Linked DNA regions of Triticum aestivum: region 1 is linked to region 2. A link is a contact called in public Hi-C data. All regions are on one chromosome and are shown on one strand. The core of a region is the stretch at or near the end of the contact, and the rest is flanking DNA. Distances in the headings are between cores, read along the strand shown.

Evidence for each region. Hi-C and Micro-C count contacts between places; a contact is called where the count stands out from the background.
Region 1: a contact with region 2 is called in a Hi-C map of leaf, with 8 times the contacts expected there. The contact joins the enhancer-like site here to the promoter of LOC123077892 in region 2. A contact is called at or near these places in 4 of 5 Hi-C or Micro-C datasets (leaf, root and an unstated tissue) and 1 of 1 datasets of contacts at active chromatin or transcription factors (leaf).

What each region holds. Positions count from the first base shown.
Region 1 is chr3D:137,057,889-137,064,000 of IWGSC CS RefSeq v2.1, forward strand. No RefSeq gene overlaps it. Among protein-coding and RNA genes, the nearest start is that of LOC123077892, 140 kb to the left of the region's middle. Within about 2 kb of position 4,728, at least 1 of the 8 cell types and tissues checked has an H3K27ac peak or open chromatin away from gene starts, as enhancers often do. A contact at or near this core is called in leaf, where this site is marked.
Region 2 is chr3D:136,915,681-136,921,955 of IWGSC CS RefSeq v2.1, forward strand. It overlaps LOC123077892 (putative ubiquitin-conjugating enzyme E2 38), which reads right to left and starts at 2,889. Exons shown (of 8, transcript XM_044500258.1): 1 at 2,656-2,889; 2 at 2,048-2,156; 3 at 1,160-1,186; 4 at 158-396; 5 at 16-79. The coding sequence starts at 2,120.

The sequences.
Region 1 (6,112 bases), core at 3,478-5,977, 140 kb after region 2:
CTAAGTTTCCGGTTAATACAATTCTAGCATGAATAATAAACATTTATCATGATATAAGGAAATAACAACTGTATTATTGCCTCTAGGGCATATTTCCTTCAACCGATGTGTTTCATGAACTTAGTGCTAAGTTTGTACTTGATTCTGAAATGTTTGACAACTTTTTATGAAACTTTTGCTGCTCATGCGAAGGAAACGTGGGTGAAGTGTTAGTACCCATTTCAAGATGCTTATAAAGAAAATATTGTTTCTAATAGGGAATTGCAAGTTCATAATGTTAATTCGGTGTTAGCTTCTCTTATGTTGAGAAGCCACTGTTTTTTGTTAGGATTAAAAAACACTCATTGGTAACTATTGTACTTAACAAAGGTTTATTAAAAACATATAAACCTTATGATCTAGTTGAAACACAACCTCAAATAATTATGATTAAAGATCTTGTGACTGAAAATTTAGATGAGCAAATTATCCAGTACTGTGAAGAAGCTACTGATATTGTTTTACATCAAAGAAATTCCAATGTTTTTGGCATTTCTAATATTTCTTTCAAGATTGATACTCATTGTTATCATGGCTTGTATGGTATTGGAGCTAGTATAAGTGCTATTCCTTTCTCTCTTTATGAAGAATCTTTTTGAAGATATTTCACATTGCTCGATAAAAGATACTGATTTGACAATTAAGCTCGTGCCATCTTCCGGCTCGCATGTGCTTGGCGTCGTGCCCACTTCCCTGCACGTTGAGAGCCTGGCTGGGAGAAAATGACCAATTCGTCCGTTCCTAATGGGTCTGGCTGGGTGGCGCTTTAACTTTCATAGGGACCAAGATTTTAGTGCAGGCCAGGCAACCAAACGGGTCAAAGTTGCATCCTCATGGCCTTGTTGAGGTGTATATAAGCAACTAAACACGTTCGAAGCCTTGTTACATACTGTGCATAACAAACCTCACCTCCCACTTCATCTTTCAGGCAAGACCTAGTTGGTCCTAGGCTTGAGACACTGATTGCCCTTGTGTGGCTTTTGGCAGAAGTCCAATTGTTGCAAGGGCACAATGGATTATGGTAGAATGTTTGATCGAATGGGTGCCTTACGGTCAACACCATGTACCAGGCTTTACTCCATTGTGATGCGCCATTTAGGAATACACAAATATGGATACTAAAAATGTGTCCAAACCTTTTGATGTCCCGTGGTACCGTCCTAAGGGGTAATACTAACTAAGTGTAACCTCATGAAGCGTAATTGGCTTGGAAGTAAGAAATGTTTATGCCACGGATATTAAACAGAAAAACAAACACCCCTTTTTCAATGCAAGTTGAGTCGCGCTACATGGTTAATCGTCAAAGGGGACTCTACCTTGATCAGTTCCATAATGTTACAAAATAAATAAATTAACACTTGGTTACGGGGCATTTATCGCAACATTAAGAGTGGGATGGCAATTTAGTTTGGTCACTGTGAACATGTTGAAACAATTTTGGCAATTTAGTTTGGTCACTTTGAACATGTTGAAACAATTTTGCTTTTAAAATGGAGTCACTTATGTCTGTTGCATGTTGTTTATCCATGTATGCACCATCTCCATTCGTGGTATATTTTGCATGACCAGAGCAAAAATAATTGCTTACTGTGGCGTGTGTGCGTATGGGGCATATGACCAAGAATTTTTTTGCTTAACATGGATGGCGGTTGTAGACTATGGGTCAACCCTTATCCCCCCCTCAGCGATCAGTTCAGTCATGATATTATTTGTTTGACTTTTAATATTTTTGGATATGTGTCTTGTTGTTTATGTGCATTTTACCTATATAATGGTCGGGCTTGAACTCATTATATTTGAAAAAGAGTGTATATAACTCCTCAACTTCCGCATTTTGGTTACATCACCCTCCGATCTCTAAAATCAGGAACTTACGCCATGTTCGGCAACGCTCCGCTCCGCAGCTCCGCGCCGAAGCGGGGCGGGCCGCAGCCTACTTTCTTGGAGTGGCCGAAGGGTCGCTACATGCGCTCCACTGTGAGTTGGATGACTGCCGAACAAGGCTTTAATACATTGAGCTGTAAAAACAAGACAACTCTCCCTGAGTCACCTTCGAGAAGTTTGACCATGGTTGAAACATTGACTAGTGATAGGTGATCCCCACATCATCGTACCTCCATGTTCTAGCCCCAGTGCCCCACTCCTGGAAGAGCCACCGGGCAACGCGGACGCCCCCAACCCCCCCCCCCCCCCCCCCCCCCCAGCGCGCTTCCTTCGAGCATTATTGATTTGCTGCTAGCCAAATATTGGCAATACTAACACTTGTCAGCTATTGGCAACTTTCTGTGAGATGGCGAGACGACTCAGAAATCAATCAAGTAGTAGCCAATATTTGGCACAATGTCAAACATTGGCATGCCAATTTTTGACACCAAACTAATTATGCTCTTCATCTCCTTGTCGATTCCCTAGATCTCCCGCGCCCTCTACCGCAGTACCCGACTGAGGGACGAGACTTGCCTGCTCCCCGCGCGTGTGCCCATCCGTGCTCCCGCATACGTGGCTTGATTTGATTGGAACAAAATAAGGCCCGGCCCCACCCTCTTAAAATCAGGGGGGAGATGATTAGATTACAAAGGAAAAAGGGAAAAAGACAACCGTAGGATGAGGTGGGAGCACGGATGGGACCATGAGGAGGGAGCATGCAAGCTGGATCCCCGGCTGAGCAAGGGTTTGCTTGAGTCTAAGAACTCGTAATTAAACACCCCGCAGCCGTGCGCACCCTCTCCGGTGCCTCCGTAGGACGCATCCACCTCACCGGCGAATTCATCTGCACTTCCTCGATGAGACCGAGCCACAACACGGCGAGCAAAACCAGCACAGGAGCGGCCTTCCCCGCCCAGTGCCGCCTCCCAGGAGTACGTCTGCGGCCGGATGCCAGCACCCAACACCCAGCACCCGAGCACAAGCGTCGATGTTTGTCCCAGCTCAGACGGCGCAACCGCGCAAGAGACTACTCGACCACGTGTGCCTAAGAGCATCTCCAGCCGTTTGCCCCCCAGGAGGCATTTTTTTCGCCTCCTGGGGGGCTGCCGGCGAGAACTTTGGCCTGGGGGGCCAAACTTTTCCACTCGTTGCCTCCCCACGAGCAGTGTTGGACTCACACAAACGGAGCGGCATTTCGTCGAGCACCTTGACCGCGGCGGCGTCGACAACCTCCAGCCAGCGGAGGAGCGCGAGCGTCGACGGGGAAGGAGACGCGCCTCCACCTCGTCGGGTCCGTCGAGCTGCACGGGCTGGAGACGCGCTGCTCGCCGCCTCGCCACGTGCCGGAGATGGAGATGCAGCTCGCGGCCGTGCTCGCCACGCTCGCCCTCGGCGGCGCGCTCGTCGTGCTCTTCTTCGGCAAGTGGTGGCAGCCGCTGGCCGACGGCGACAAGCGCGTCAAGGAGCTCGACGACGCCGTCGAGGCCCTGCTGCAGCTGCGGGCCGACGTGCTCAGGCAGCTGCACGGCGCGCCGGAGCCGGAGCAGCCGCGCGCGTGGCTGCGGTGCGTGCAGGACGGCGCGCGACAGCCAGGGCGAGGCGCGCGGCGAGCGGTAGCGGCAGGCGGCGAGCTCGAGCTGGGCTGCGCGGTGGCCTGCGAGGGGAGGGCGAGAGGAGGCCGCGGAGGCGCGCCCCCTGGCGTGCGGTGGCGAGGAGGAGGCGACGGCGGCCGGCCGCGCGAGCTCTCCACTCCGGCAGCGCAGGAACTCGAGGCTCGGCTTGCCGAACTTCATGCAGTTCTGGTGGCGCGTCCGGTTCGTGTAGTATCAGGACGAGCAGGAAGGCCACCGGCGCGGCAAAAGCGGCCGACCGCTTTGGAGAGGACGGGCGGCTCTTACTCTTGTGGGACTTCATGGCGGGGCAGCGCGACGACGCGGATGGGCCGGCGTGCGGGCCGACGCAGGCGCGCGGGGACGCACGCGACACGGCCGAACCAGGCGCGCAGAGCGGGAGCAAAGAAGCGTGGATGCGCTGCCGAGCGCGGCCATCGCGACGTGGTTGAAGGAGCGGCGACAGGGCCGGGGGCGACAGCAAGTCGGCGGCGATGACGGGCAGCTCTGCTAGGCGCCTCTACTCAACGGCGCGAGCGACGAAGAGAGAAGAGAGCTTCTTGCATGCTGCATGCGGTGGGCCTACGCAGGAGAAAGAATGAGAGAGGCTGGCAGTGGGCCTTGCAGCAGCTAAATACAGCGCCGGTGCCCCCAGCTGAACACCAGCTTTCTGCGTTTCTGTTGCCAGCGCCGGCCGTAGTTTTCGCTAATACCGGCGCAAAACGAGGCCGTGGGAGTACGGCTGGGACCGTTTTTACCCGCCGGCGCTGAAAATTTACTCCTGGGAGGCTTCCTGAGGGACCTAGTGGAGATGCTCTAACTGCAGCCGCACACATCGTCGCTCTCGGCGATTCCCTGGCCTGTTTGATCTTCCGTTGGCTTCACTTGTGGGAAACAAAGCGAGCGTGATTGAAGCCCCCAAGGAAAATGGATGGGCAGATGCTTATAAGGACGCGATCACTTGTTCACGTTGATGTCGTACTTTGTCCTCGCCGCGACGGCATCGTGATGCCGATGCCGATGCCGACCGATACGCGCGGAAGCAGCTAAACACTCCGCCGTTGTTGCTGCTAGGCCTCACCTACTACAGCCATCCCCATCTCCTGGATGAAAGGGTCAGAGAGCCGCGTATGCGTCTGGACTATTGATTCAGCAATTATGGTACTGAGTTCCTGATAGGAATAAATGCCCAAGGACCTGGACCTGACCGGCCGTTCCGTGCTCCGCGGCCTGGACCTGAGCACCATTTGTAGCCTCAACGACATGTGTGTCACCAACGACATCCTGCGGCTAGCCCTTGTGGTGGGAGCCACGGTGCTCGTGAGCGGAGCCTGCGGCTCAGGTGCTGGCTGGTTATCATGACCGTGTGAGCGGTGTGGTGGCCGTAGTACGGCGTGCGGTGGCGGTGATGCAGCAGGTGTCCTTGCGAGTTGCGACTAGCCATACTTCGTCTTGAAAAAAAACTCGACCAGTAGGGGGAGAAGCCCCTACTGATTTTTTTATTAAAGAAGATGTGAGACCCGGTGTAAGAACCGAGGTTCGAACCCTCGCCGGCTGGGTGGCAACACTACACCCTGACCACTGAGCTGAGACCCCTGTCTTCTCTTGTCGGGGTGAAAACCTGCTCTGGCTATGGTCAGACTGACGGCGTCGGCACATCTGGGCTTTGTCTCCATTTTGAAGGCGGCGTCGTGGTTAGTCCTAGTCCTCCATGTGCTTCGAGGGAAACCCTGATATTTGGATCAGGCGATGGCAACGCTCCAGTGTCGTGACATTTCTGAAGACGCTGCTTTGGATTTTATGGTTCATCATGCCGCAGCTTCTCCACTTCGTGGTGACTAGTTCACTGTTGAGTTCTTGGGCCACTTCAAGCAGTCCTCACTTTCCCACCTGCCATTTTCTTGGAGTTGTATGGACTGATGTGGACGTGTAGTTGTTCTCCAGCATCCTTTGTATCTTGCCTTGTGTGCGTGGCCAAAATTGACAAATTTGACCTATGAACGAAATCAAATCACAGAATGAACTGCCCGTGAAACTATTTCATGCGGCTGACCTTTTTGTGTGACGCCCGACACGAAGGCGCCACACTACACTGTGCAACGCCTCACAGATAGGCGCTACACGCCTGGCCAGCGTCACACCCGTGTGATCCGAAAATTACTAAGTCAGTGTGCAGCGCCCGAGAGCTAGGCGCCACACTATATAGTATAGCGCCTAGCTTCTAGGCGTTGCACTAGTGGTTGCTTCATTTTGTAGTGCAATCACTAGTGCAGCGCCTGAGAGCTAGGCGCCACACTATACAGTGCAGCGCCTAGCTCTTAGGCTCTGCACAATGACTTAGCAATTTTTAGGCAGTCTGGCGTGCAACGCGGGCCAGGCATGTAGCGCTTATCTGTGAGGCGTTGCACGGTATAGTGTGATGCCTTCGTGCCGGGCGTCACATAAAAAGGTCAGCCGCGTGAAATAGTTTCACGGACAGTTTATTCTGTGATTTGATTTCGTCCACAGGTCAAATTTGTCAAATTTGCCGTGTGCGT
Region 2 (6,275 bases), core at 1,639-4,138:
TACATATGTACTGACCAGGTAGATCTCTCTGCAGAAGCTTCCATTCATTTTGGATTGTTTTCGCCCAATCTTTCGTGGTCTGGTCACAGATAGGAGGCGGGAAATTAGTTAGCAGTTGGGCCTAACAGAAAAGAGTTCAAGAAAGGACATAGCATACCTTCCCTGGTGAAGTCTTTGCATAGTGGTGGTCGGAGTAATCTTGAACAACATCAAACTGGTTAAATGACTTGTGATCCTCATTTCCAGATCCATGTCCTTCCTTTACCATCGATGAGATATTACTCGAACATTCAGGCTCGTCCTTTGGCACTGATAGCACCGTACCAGCCCCACTTGAACATGGATCCAAGAGACTGTGACTCGCAAGGATATTAAAAGTAGAGTGTGGAGCAGCACCTGAAATCCAGTAAAACGTTGACTAACGACGTATGCTGTCACCAAACATGTACATAGAAGTTTAGGCCAGAGATATAGAATGGGATTCCATCTGATGCAGCCTATACCGAGGTTCATTGCGACAATGCCTCTGTAGTTTTCAACTCAAAGTATTGTATTTATTTGTTGTGAATAAGGTATCATTACAACTGATATTAGTGTGAAAGCACATCTCTGTGGCAGGTTAAAAATCTACTGGTTCAATCTAGTAAGTCCAGTTACCTCAATTTTCTGTATCCCTGCACCCACCCCCCAAGTGATTGCGAGCTAGTTTCCATGTTAACTTTTGTGAAAGTTGGATGCCGTTCGAAGTAATCCTACAGTGTCAATAAAACTGGTACGACATGCATAAATTAAAATATATAAATAGCTGTGATTTCCTCAGGCTGCGAATACGACATGTATAATATATGCATGTAATTCAGTCCTCATTCTGTAGATCACCAAACTAATTGCTTCCTTATACATGTGGTTACAAATGTTTTAGACAATGGAAATACAACTCCCAAGTGGCTGCACCGCATTCAGTAAGACCATGAGTAATTTATTAGTCAAGATTTTCGCAACTCCTAGATCCATTTCAGGGCTTACTTTACTCAGTAGTGAGTACTCAACCAACTGAAAGTGTCATATGCATTTTCAGATAACTGCTGATAAGGTTTATATCTAATCAGAGGGCGCATATGGAACATTTCAAGATTTTACATTTGGCATGGAAGGCTACCTTGCGAAACAGGGTTGATGGACTTTCCTGCATAAAATGATTCATTCATTTGTTAGAAGAACATTGACGAAATAACAAAAAATCATTTATTTATTACATGATGGGTTAATTAATATAACAAACTTCAGACATTGTTAACCACAGAGAGACATGGATTCATAGTGCCATTTCACGTCTAACCAAACTAAAAAAACGGATAGGTTGGCTAGGAGGGGACTGGCCAACCAAGTAATATGGCAGTGTTAAGATTCAGTCCCATGCCAGCTTGCCCAACCCTGGGTATTCCTCCATAACCAAACTCTAGTAGCACTCTAACTACACCAGGATATCATTCTTCTTACTTTTCATGTGAAAATGCATGTCCCACATCACAATGTGGCATTTGCGGCGTGTCTCTTAACCATGTACCTCCCTCCGTTCCATATTACTTGTCGCTGATTTAGTATAAAGTTGTACTAAATCAGCGACAAGTAATATGGAACGGAGGGAGTAGTAAGATATCAACTTAGAACTTGTTGGGTTCCTAAGAGTTAATCCATGCGGTTCAGTAGTTCCAACACAAGCAAGACAAATTAGTGCAAATTAAACGTCCAACCATACCATCCTGATACAACTATCTAGACCACAGAGCAAGCAGCCAAATTAACTGAAGAATTTTATCCATTACAACTGCAGGGTAGATATGCAGTCTCCCTGCACCCGGAAAACATATTCATACCAGAGTTGCTGGAAGAAAGAGTGGCAACCCCATCGGATGAGAAAAACATTGAACAAACTAGGTTATTCTCTTGAAGCATCATTAAATGAACAAAGCTCGATCGACCATGTGAATCGATAGCAGTCTACCAGTGACAAATAAATCATGTTGGATCGGGAAGGGCAGATCACCTTTCTTCTTGGAATCCTTCTTCTTCTTCTTCTTGCCTACTCCAAACAGCTGGAGCAGCTTGTTCAGAACCATCCTTCAATGTTCCAATCCACCCCACACAAAAAGCACCTGAAAAAACATGAAGCACCAACGGATTTGAAACCAATTGCTGGAAAGGTGAATAAACATGGTAACATTCACAGTATAAACCATTTCCTCTCCAGGATTAACGACCATCGGAGAAAAGAAAAACACAAATTAAGCTCAAAATCTTGGGAGAATCGCCATGGCTCGAGGAGCTCTTTCTTCTTCCTTTTTCAGAAGAAGAAATCGGGCTCATCGGCCTCACACCGGCACTCCAATCTCAATCAGTGCATGAGGGATGCCATGGTAGGACCACAAACCCATGAATGGATAAAAAAGAAAGGATGCAGGCAAGGCCGTCAGGAACCAGGAGCAGGAGTATTCCCGCATCATCAGAACCCTTACAATGCGGCGAAGGAAAGGAAAGATCCCACGATTGCCACAAAGGAAACGAAAGATCAGCGCGAGAAACCCCAAAACGATCCCGGATTGCAGGTCAACAAGAAACGTAGCGGAAGGCGAGGAAAAAACAGACGAAACCAACCAGTCGTCCTTCCTGGTGCCTGCCGCTCGTGAGCCGGGTGGAGGTCGCACCGGGGGGAGGTCGGGAGGAAGGAGGTAGGGTTTAGTAGGCAGGATTTGCGGGGTGGCGCGGCGGGGAATGCGGGTGTCACACCACACGGATGGGGAGGGTCGGAATGTGCGACTGGACTCGACGGACGTGCCAGGGGAGGGACGAACGGCGCGGGTGGAACCACACCCAGATGGCACCTATTGTGTCCGACTGATCGAGACGGCGAGAAGAGATTTTTCCCGGCACGTTCGGTGGATGCCGATTCGGGGTCTCCGGCTACGTGACGGGTCGTATTGTAGGGGGCGTGTGCTGTCGTCCGGTGGAAATCCTGCTCGTTCTGGGAGCGGATCGCGGCGAGTAATGGCAATGGCAATGGCAAAGGCAGCGACTGATCTGCTGCCGTCTCGTGCCTACGCTCCCTGCCAGCTGATATGCTGGTAAATTCGTGCAAGTGCACACTGCTCCTTTCCGCGTATATGGCAGCGTGTCACATGCGCTGCGCATGCTCTGGCCTGGACTTTCGGCACCAGATCAGACCACGAATAAACACAATAATTTTTTTGATGGTGCCAATCATTCCTCCTCCGATTAAAAGAGAGCCAACCGCTACATCCATCAGCCATAGCGCCTTCCTAATTCCCATTGTATGGATACGGTAGTTCTTTCATCTATAAAACAGGATGAAAGCCCTGAGAGCATGACGCCTGCATGTGGTGTTTCCACCATTAGGGCCGATTGTGGAGCTCTCACTCTTCCTCCACCCTTGCGTAATATCCTTGAAGCGAAAACCTAAGACTTTGGTGCGGGTCAGGTCAAGCCATCGGGTCATTTCCACGTCGTCCCGCTTTTGGGGTGTTGCCTTCAAGGCCACCGTCCCTTTCACGCTCTCTTGGTGCTGGACTTACACAACATCGCACTCAGGCGGATGGCTAACTGATGGTGCGGGTGCGAATGTCATGGTTTGTTTCACATCCGGTGACGTTGTAGCTTATGTGGCAGTGATGATTGTGCCAAGAGGAGCAGGGTCGCGGCATGTCCTTCGTCGTCGGCCATTCAGCATGTTTCTAGGCATGAAACCGGATAGAGTCGTAGGGCGACGTGACAACAACGATGTCATGTGATGGTCAGGTTGAGCTATGTTGGTGCTACTTCTTTCTCCGAGGGGACTCGTCATTGAAGTGGGAGTTGGCCAGTCATGACGCGTTCGGTCGATTGTTTTGCATGGGTTGACAGGGTTCTCGTGTGTCACTCGTCTAATGGCTTTTGGTTGGTCGTCTGTGGTGAAGTTGGAGTCACTTGCTCGAGGAGAAACGATGACAATGACATTATAGACTATCTCGACTGCATTCCTCTCCTTGGCGGTGGGTGAGGATCTGGGGTGTAGTCAGATCGGTTGGATTGCCTTCATCTTGTGGGCATGTTAATGGTTCTCATCCGGTTTTCCGAAAATTACTTGCACAACTCTATTCTACTTGTACGACCGGTTGGCGTGCCCTGTCTTATGTGCATGTTCCAACGTTTTTCATTCAGCTTTCCGTAAATTAACTAGGCAACTCTCTTCTACCATTTTTAATGAATCATATACTAAGTTGTCAACTTACAGAAAAAAAAATCAAAGGATATATAACTGGGTAGGACATGGCCCTAACTTTCAAATCTGTTTAATATCACGCGTCACAACTAGTGACACTACTCGGTACTCATGACTTGTTTCTTTTCCTTTGTTTTAGCACATTATTAAGTTAAACCTGTTTTGGGTATGCCAAAAGCAGTTCCTCGTGGGTATTTTGCTCACAGTAAGTATAGGGGTCTAGGTGGAGGAGCCTAGAACGTACATGATAATTAGGTGGTGTACACATGATACGCCTATTTTGTATTACTATTTCTTATAATAAATTACTCTTTATTAATGATGTAAGTTCACCAATTTGCATGATTCTAGATGCATGTTTCCTCTTAATTTACATGTTTCCCCCAAAAAGAGAAATTGCCGGAAAGTTGTAGAAAAGGATCAAAACGAGGGCATGCAATTATTATTTCGAGCATAAAAAAGAACAAGAAACATATTTGCAATTGTCTCATGAGAAGAGGCCCAGCCTGTCTGGCACCTCTCTGGGAGAGGCCTATGGGGTCCTGATACGTCTCCAACGTATCTATAATTTTTGATTGTTCCATGCTATTATATTATCTGTTTTGGATGTTTAATGAGCTTTATTATACACTTTTATATTATTTTCGGGACTAACCTACTAACCGAAGGCCCAGTGCAAATTGCTGTTTTTTTTGCCTATTTCAGTGTTTCGCAGAAAAGAAATATCAAACGGAATCCAAACGGAGTGAAACCTTCGGGAGAGTTATTTTCGGAACAAACGCAATACAAGAGACTTAGAGTGGACGTCAAGCAAGCAACGAGGAAGCCACGAGGCAGGGAGGCGCGCCCCCCACCCTCGTGGGCCCCTCGTGGCTCCACCGACCTACTTCTTTCGCCTATATATACTCATGTACCCTGAAAACATCCGAGAGCACCACGAAACCCTATTTCCATCGCCGCAACCTTTTGTACCCGTGAGATCCCATCTTGGGGCCTTTTCCAACGCTCCGCCGGAGGGGGAATCGATCACGGAGGGCTTCTACATCAAGACCATAGCCTCTCCGATGATGTGTGAGTAGTTTACCATAGACCTTCGGGTCCATAGTTATTAGCTAGATGGCTTCTTCTCTCTCTTTGGATCTCAATACAAAGTTCTCCTCGATTCTCTTGGAGATCTATTCGATGTAATTCTTTTTGCCGTGTGTTTGTTGAGATCCGATGAATTGTGGGTTTATGATCAAGATTATCTATGAACAATATTTGGTTCTTCTCTGAATTCTTATATGTATGATTTGTTATCTTTGCAAGTCTCTTCGAATTATCAGTTTGGTTTGGCCTACTAGATTGATCTTTCTTGCCATGGGAGAAGTGCTTAGCTTTGGGTTCAATCTTGCGGTGTCCTTTCCCAGTGACAGCAGGGGCAGCAAGGCACGTATTGTATTGTTGTCATCGAGGATAAAAAGATGGGGTTTATATCATATTGCTTGAGTTTATCCCTCTACATCATGTTATCTTGCCTAATGCGTTACTCTGTTCTTATGAACTTAATACTCTAGATGCATGTTGGATAGCGGTCGATGTTGTTGGGGAGCGTAGTAATTTCAAAAAAAATCCTACGCACACACAGGATCATGGTGATGCATAGCAATGAGAGGGAGAGTGTGTCCACGTACCCTCGTAGACCGAAAGCGGAAGCGTTAGCACAACGCGGTTGATGTAGTCGTATGTCTTCACGATCCGACCGATCAAGTACCGAACGTACGGCACCTCCGAGTTCAGCACACGTTCAGCTCGATGACGTCCCTCGAACTCCGATCCAGCCGAGCTTTAAGGGAGAGTTCCATCAGCACGACGGCGTGGTGACGGTGATGATGATGCTACCGACGCAGGGCTTCGCCTAAGCACCGCTACGATATTATCGAGGTGGAATATGGTGGAGGGGGCACCGCACACGGCTAAGAGATCAAGAGATCAATTGTTGTGGCTAGAGGTGCCCCCT